Linked DNA regions of Mus musculus: region 1 is linked to region 2. The links are chromatin contacts, called in public HiChIP or PLAC-seq maps. All regions are on one chromosome and are shown on one strand. The core of a region is the stretch at or near the end of the contact, and the rest is flanking DNA. Distances in the headings are between cores, read along the strand shown.

Region 1 (3,384 bases), core at 665-3,164, 710 kb before region 2:
ATGTGAAGTAGGGGGCAACCCTAGAAACTGAGGGCTGTAGGAATTTGTCCAAAAAAATAAAAAAATAAAAATAAAAAAGTGAGTCGCTGAGAGCCTCATCGCTTTGAGTATTCATAAGAACACCATCATTTGAACGGTTACTTATATAAGGAGAAGAGATTTTCCTACCTAAAAAAAAGTATTCTTAAGGCCTTGCATCCAGGACTCACAGATTCCCCTTAGTCCTGTAAAGGAGGCCCAGAGACTCATCTAAGAGAGGGCAGAGATCAGTCAACCTATCCAAGACTCCATTGTTGTAGACAAAGTCCCAAGTCTGTTTCACAGTCCTTGGATTACTTTTGTAGTTGTCAGTTCTATATAATAATATGAATTGAGTATCTGCTCATGGTCAGTTCCTGGATTTAGATGTGGAGATTTATAATCTTCTGATATGGCTCTTTCCTTGAAGGAGCTCAATGATTGAGACCCTGTCTCCTTGCTCAGTAATATCTATCTTTGGCTGACCTTGAACTCTAAAGAAGCAATGAAACGAAAGGTAAACGATATTGATCTCTACAATAAAGAACTGTAAGTGAAGCTAAGATTTATCACAACTTGTGCCATGTCCTCACTTGGGCCACCAGTCATTTGATCAAGGACATCTTGGTGATAAAGAGTTTAAAAGTATAGGGACTGTGTTGGTTGTAGAGTGCTTGCTTAGTGTGTGTGAAGCTCTCGGTTCAATCCCAGTGCTATGCTATAAAAAAAAGATGAATGAATGAATGAATAAATAAATAGATAAATAAATAAATAAATAAATAAAATTTCAACCTCAAGTCATACTCATATTTCATATTCAAATATATATAATATGAAAAGGCTAAGTTTGTAGAAAGGTGATTGAAATATGAGTTTGGAGTCAGCGAAAAATGAAAGTGAACTTTGGACAAATTGTATTTTGTACACACACACACACACACACACAAACACACACACAATTAGATTTCTAACAGAAAGACATGCTAGAAGTAGTATCTACATGTGTTCTTCATTATTTGAGTATGAGGTTGAGCTTAGAGATCTGGGTTTTAAAACACAAGTATGTCTGCTTAGTAAATGTTCAGGTTAAGTCAATAAAATACTGTGACTAAGAACTGAGGGGAAAGGTAAGCCTCCACTCAGACATATACTGGCTTTATATATATTAAAAAAAAAACTAAGATTTTTGTGGGGATGGGAAGTAGATAAAGATGTAACCACCCAGACAGGGTTTCTGAGGAAATGAAGGCTCACCAAAGATTATTAAAACCTATACATATGAGAGCCATATTCATTCATTCAACTAACATCTTAAGCTCGTACCATGAATGACGCCAAGTCCTGAACATACCCCAGTGAAGATGGCAAGATATTAGTGTTTTTTATTCTATTATTAGAATAGCCAAGAAACACTTTCAGGATAGAAGTCCCCAATACCCTGTAATCTGGATGAACTGGGCATAAGACAACTTTTTTAAAGTCAAATTTTTATTAGGAAAAAACAGGCCTTGGTCATTTTTTAAAAGTTTACAGTGTCGCTATAAGATAAACTTAGCCTAAGCAATGAATAAAAAGATGCATGCTAGCATAAAAATCATAGCTAAAAAATAAATAAATGAAGATTGATGGAGAGATTTCGGGTGGCTTATTTTTTTCCTGGAATGCTAATGCTTGCTATTGGAAAGTGGTAAATTTGAACATGATTAGCTAATTCTTCGTCTTAGTGACTAAAAGAAGGGCTGTAGGAGACGCATTTCCATTGAGCTCCCTTTTAGGGCTCTGAGTGGTAACTAGGTGAATTATAAGACCCTTTCTCCTCTCCCTTATCTGGCTCGAGTGTGAACTCCAGATTTGGAAACTCTTAGACATTGCTGGGAAATGTATCATAGATGGTGACTCACCCCTTAAAAGACAAGTGTGTAAATTGCCTTACCAGAGACAAGTCTTCTGCCAATCGCTCCCTTTCTTCCTAGGACAAGATTTTACTTCTTTCTCTCTGATTCATATCCTGAGGAAATCAACATGACACAAAATGTCTGCTGTGTTCAATTAAGAAAAAGAGTCTCCAACCCACACTTAGAGCACATAAGCTTTTGAAAATCCAGAGAATGTGCTATCTTTCCAAGAAGACTTCCCTCCAAAAGGCATTGGTGTCATGTAAGAGAACTGAACACCAATCATTGAATGCCTGCTCTACATAAAATCCCTTTAGCCAACAGACCTGCACCTGCAAAGTGGATTGGCCTCACCTAAATCTCGAGGAATAAGCAGGCAGAGGAGCAACAGGTAATCTAGGCTCACTGGGTGCCATTCTAAAGTAATAGTTTACATTAATCGAGAGCCTACCAGCATTCAGGTTCTACTTTAAGTTTTCCAAGTAACTTTAAGTTTTCTAAATCACTCCATAAGATCAAATATAAGTCCCTTTGTAGACCCTAACCCCAGTTAAGGCGGGGGGGGGGTGAGCTCAGAGTGGTGAATGACTTTTCTCAAGATGACATATTAGTAAGATGCACACTGCGGTGCAAACCTCCAGCAGTTGGGTACCAGAGTACGAACTTTCCGATTCCTCATTTCATCCTTGCAAAGGTTAGAACACTACCATCTCTGTCATGCACATGAGAGCACCTGGAGAAAGTAAGTGACATGATCAAGGGTGTAAAGATTACTGACTTGTTTGATCTGAGAGCTGAACTCAGTAGAGGCAAGGTCCCAGGGTTGTCCTGGCACTACGTCACATCAAGCATTCCCCACTTGGAGAAAGAAATGTGTACACTGGATGCTGCATGCGTTCACAGCCTCACGGGAGCTCCAGGAGGTTATGAACTGAATGTATTCTGGAGAGATTCTAGAAAAGAGGGGAAGGGCATTAGAATGGGAAAAAAAGTTGCCTAAGGAAAGTTCCTGTGGGTGAGGTAAAAGAATAGGCTGGTGACAAGAGTTGACTCTGTCTCTTGACACTGCCCTATCTCTACTCTGAAGAAAAGGAAAGGCTAGCCTTAGCAGGTGGTAGGAAGGCTCTATTACAGATATGGGTCATGCTCGGAACAGTAGAGGCCTGGAGGAGAGCAAAGAAGTTTTCTGAGATTACAGTAAAAGCTACTATCGATGATTCTGCCCCTCGCCCGGTAGGTCTCCAAAGGATCCCATCAAATACAAACTAGAAGAGTTACAAATCAAACCCATGCTCCCTCTTTAAAAGGGAATGAGAAAGGGCAGAAGGTGGGGAGGGGACGTCTCAATTTCAACATTTTCTAGGGATTTTTCCATGCAATTTATCCAGTAGAATAGGAAAATTGGATTTTTTTAAGGTTATTTTTGGCAACTTTTATTTTATTTATCCAGAGCTTTACTGGATAAATGAAC
Region 2 (3,642 bases), core at 1,037-3,536:
GAAAAATTTTACACACACATACATACATACACACACATACACACACACACACACACACACACACTCAATGTATCAATAGGATGGATTTGTAATTGAGGCACACTAGTATAACAAAACACTACAGAACCATGGGGATGTCCAGTTGGTGGGAACACTGTAATTTCAGCATTTGGGAAGTCGAGGCAGGAGGAATTCCTGAGTTTGAAGTCCAGCTTCAGCTAGATTGAAGACTTTGCCACAGAAAAATGAAAGCTGACTGCTTGCTTAGAACATGCCAGGCTCTGGGTTCTAGTTCCCTACACCTTCCTTTCCCCACAAACCCAGAAAACCTCAATGCCAGCCAACATATCACAGCAACAACGAAACTAGGGAGAGTTTCAGAAACAAAATAAGGTATAGAAGAAGTTAGTATAAATGGAATTTTACTTCACTAGGGATCTAAAACAGGAAGAGTAATCTCTCAAGTTAGTCTCTGGGTCTAAGAGGCAGCAGGGAGCAATGACTGGTCTATGACTATGATGCTACTTGCCTTTTTTTTTAAAATAAAGATTTATTTATTTATCATATATACATATACATATACATATACATATACATATACATACATACATACATACTCTATCTGCATGTACACCTGCATGCCAGAAGAGGGCATCAGATCCCATTATAGATGGTTGTTAGCCAGCATGTGGTTGCTGGAGATTGAACTCCGGGCCTCTTAGCCACTGAGCCATCTCTCCAGCCCATGATGCCATTTACAAGGTCACACTCACTTGACATTCTACCAGAACGTGCACTCAGGGTTTACGTGGTCTCTGAAGTTTCACTACACTATATTTTCTCTTTTCAAGTCTACAGACAATAATAAAAGGTGCTAGAATTTATACTGGCCAAGAATATAGCAGTACTTAGTTCCCCCCACCCCATTTTTAGTTTATTTAAAAAATATTTCTTTGTGACTCTAGCTGCATATATATCAAGAGATGGCCTAGTCGGTCATCACTGGAAAGAGAGGCCCATTGGACTTGCAAACTTTATATGCCCCAGTACAGGGGAACACCAGGGCCAAAAAGGGGGAGTGGGTGGGCAGGGGAGTGGGGGTGGGTGGATATGGGGGACTTTTGGTATAGCATTGGAAATGTAAATGAGTTAAATACCTAATAAAAAATGGAAAAAAAATATTTCTTTGAAGCAAGGTTTCAAGTAGCCTAGACTGGCCTCAATTTTTTTTTTTTTTGGTTTTTTTGAGACAGGGTTTCTCTGTATAGTCCTGGCTGTCCTTGAACTCACTTTGTAGACCAGGCTGGCCTCGAACTCCGAAATCCGCCTGCCTCTGCCTCCTGAGTGCTGGGATTAAAGGTGTGCGCCACCACGCTCGGCCTCAAATTCTTTATATAAGAGAATGACATTGAATTCTGGATCTTTCTACATCCACCTCCTAAGTACTGGAATTATAGATATGTACCACCAGGCTAAAGAACCATTTTGTTGTTGTTGTTGTTTCAATACATAATCTTCCTAATAACTGGTATTATTATTATTTATGTGTGTATGTGTGTGTGTGTGTGTGTTTGAAACCCAGCCTTGGTTTATAGCCCAGACTGATTTTGAATCTATGATCCTCCTGACTTTAAGATTTTTACTAACACCATAGCTTGAAATAAAAAGGGCAGATGTTCAGTTGACACGAAAGCCAGCTCATACGTTTTCAGTGAAGACCTTGTTAAATTTGTAGGACAACTGATACTTGAAAGGGCAGAAGTACTTGACAATTTGTAACTCGATGATGGCAACTTACAGCAGAAAGATTCCTATTCCAGCTAAACAGGTGACCACAGAAATCACAGATTTTGTAGAACATTAACTATTTTGCTGCCTGCCCCAGCAAGCTTCACAGTCTCCAAGTTAAAGTGTCTTTGTCCCTAATCTAATGTCTCAAGTGGCCTTTGGACCAGTTTTAACATCTTAACAGTTCTTTCTTTCATTAAGTGATAAAGTAGTTTTTGGTTGATTGGTTGTTTTTTTTTTTAAGCTTGCTTTCTTTCTTTCTTTCTTTCTTTCTTTCTTTCTTTCTTTCTTTCTTTCTTTCTTTCTTTCTTTCTTTCTTTCTTTCTTTTGTGTGCTGCATGTGGGGTGGTGCTGGGTAGGCACGTCCCCTCCCGCCCCCCAACTCTCCAGTGGCTGCCACAGGACAACTAAAGGAAGTTGTTTCCTTCCTTCCACCATGTGAGTCCTGGACATAGACCTTCAGACCATTAGGCTTGGTGCCAAAGAGCCTTATCTGCCCGAACACTCTTACTGCCCGTGACTCACTCGTAGTAAATGAAATACAGACGTGATCAGAAGTAATGGCAGGTCACATCTGAGACTTTGGTTATACAAATCAGTACAATTCTCAGTTCTCAAGTCTCTACATCTCAAACGCCTGTGTCAGGCCGCATCTCATCAAAAAGCTGGGGGAGAGGGGGCTTGGAACTTTCAGGTCATGAGGGAAGCCAGCTGTGAATTTGTTTTTTTGTTTTTTGTTTTTTGTTTTTTTTTTCTTTTTTAAGAGAGCCTATGTGAAGAAAGAAGGCCTGCACCCAACAGCCACTGGGAGCCATTTTAGAGGGTAGCCTCCAGCCTCCAGGTCTTGCCACGTGTGCAGCACAGATGACAGACACTCTGTGTAACCTCTCCTGAGGAGACAGTGAGCCTGACTTCCCAGCTAGGCCACTTGCAGAAACTGAGACTAAGAAGTTTTAAGTGCAGGGGGATGGGGTGGGGACCTGAAGGGATGGCTCAGTGGTTAAGAGTGCTAACTGCTTCCAGAGTTCTGAGTTTAATTCCCAGCAACCACACAGTGGCTCACAACCATCTGTAATAGGGTCTGATGCCCTCTTCTGGTGTGTCTGAAGACAGCTACAGTGTACTCATACATAAATAAGTAATTATTTTTTTTAAAAAATGTTTTGTGCCAGGCATGGTGGCTCACACCTTTAATCCCAGCACTCAGGAGGCAGAGGCAGGTAGATTTCTAAATTCAAGGCCAGCCTGGTCTACAAAAGTGAGTTCCAGGACAGCCAGGGCTACACAGACACAGAGAAACCCTGTCTCGAAAAACCAAAAAAAAAAAAAAAAAAAGTTTTAAGTGCACTAAATTTGGGGTAATTTGTTCTACAGAAATAGATACAGATATTCAGGTTGGTTTTGTTTTGTAACTTGGTTTCTGATGTCTTTTACTTAAAACAGTGTTTAGTAGTCCCCAAGATGGGAAGGCTGCTGTCCTTGGCAGGCTATCATCTTTGTGGTCTATAAGCTTCAGAGCTGGTTAAGGCTATTGATTGCTTTTCTCCCTTGGCATATTTATTTATTTATTTATTTATTTACTTTGTTTGTTTGTTTTGAAACAGGGTTTTGTTATGTAGCCTGGGCTGTCCTCGAACTCACTATGTAGACCAGGCTGGCTTCAAACTCAGAAATCTACCTGTTTCTTTCTCGTAAATGCTAGTGGAATTAGAGGCATGAGCCACCACGCCTGGCTCTTTCCTTTCTTTAAAAAAAAAAAAATTAAAAGAAAAATTATATTACCAAGTAGCTCCAGCAGCTATCAAATTCATTATCCTCCTGTTCCAAGAGCTAGGATTACAGAATGTACCAAAA

What was found. HiChIP or PLAC-seq counts read pairs in DNA pulled down with a chosen protein or histone mark.
Region 1: a FOXA1 HiChIP or PLAC-seq map of pancreatic cancer cells shows a contact between it and region 2. The contact joins two enhancer-like sites.

What each region holds. Positions count from the first base shown.
Region 1 is chr9:41,486,836-41,490,219 of GRCm38.p6, reverse strand. The region is part of intron 3 of Mir100hg (Mir100 Mirlet7a-2 Mir125b-1 cluster host gene); the gene reads right to left. Among named protein-coding and RNA genes, the nearest start is that of Mir100, 43 kb to the left of the region's middle. Within about 2 kb of position 1,914, at least 29 of the 459 cell types and tissues checked have an H3K27ac peak or open chromatin away from gene starts, as enhancers often do. A contact at or near this core is called in pancreatic cancer cells, where this site is marked.
Region 2 is chr9:40,775,280-40,778,921 of GRCm38.p6, reverse strand. All of the region lies in intron 5 of Clmp (CXADR-like membrane protein), which reads right to left. Among named protein-coding and RNA genes, the nearest start is that of Hspa8, 24 kb to the left of the region's middle. Within about 2 kb of position 2,286, at least 50 of the 459 cell types and tissues checked have an H3K27ac peak or open chromatin away from gene starts, as enhancers often do. A contact at or near this core is called in pancreatic cancer cells, where this site is marked.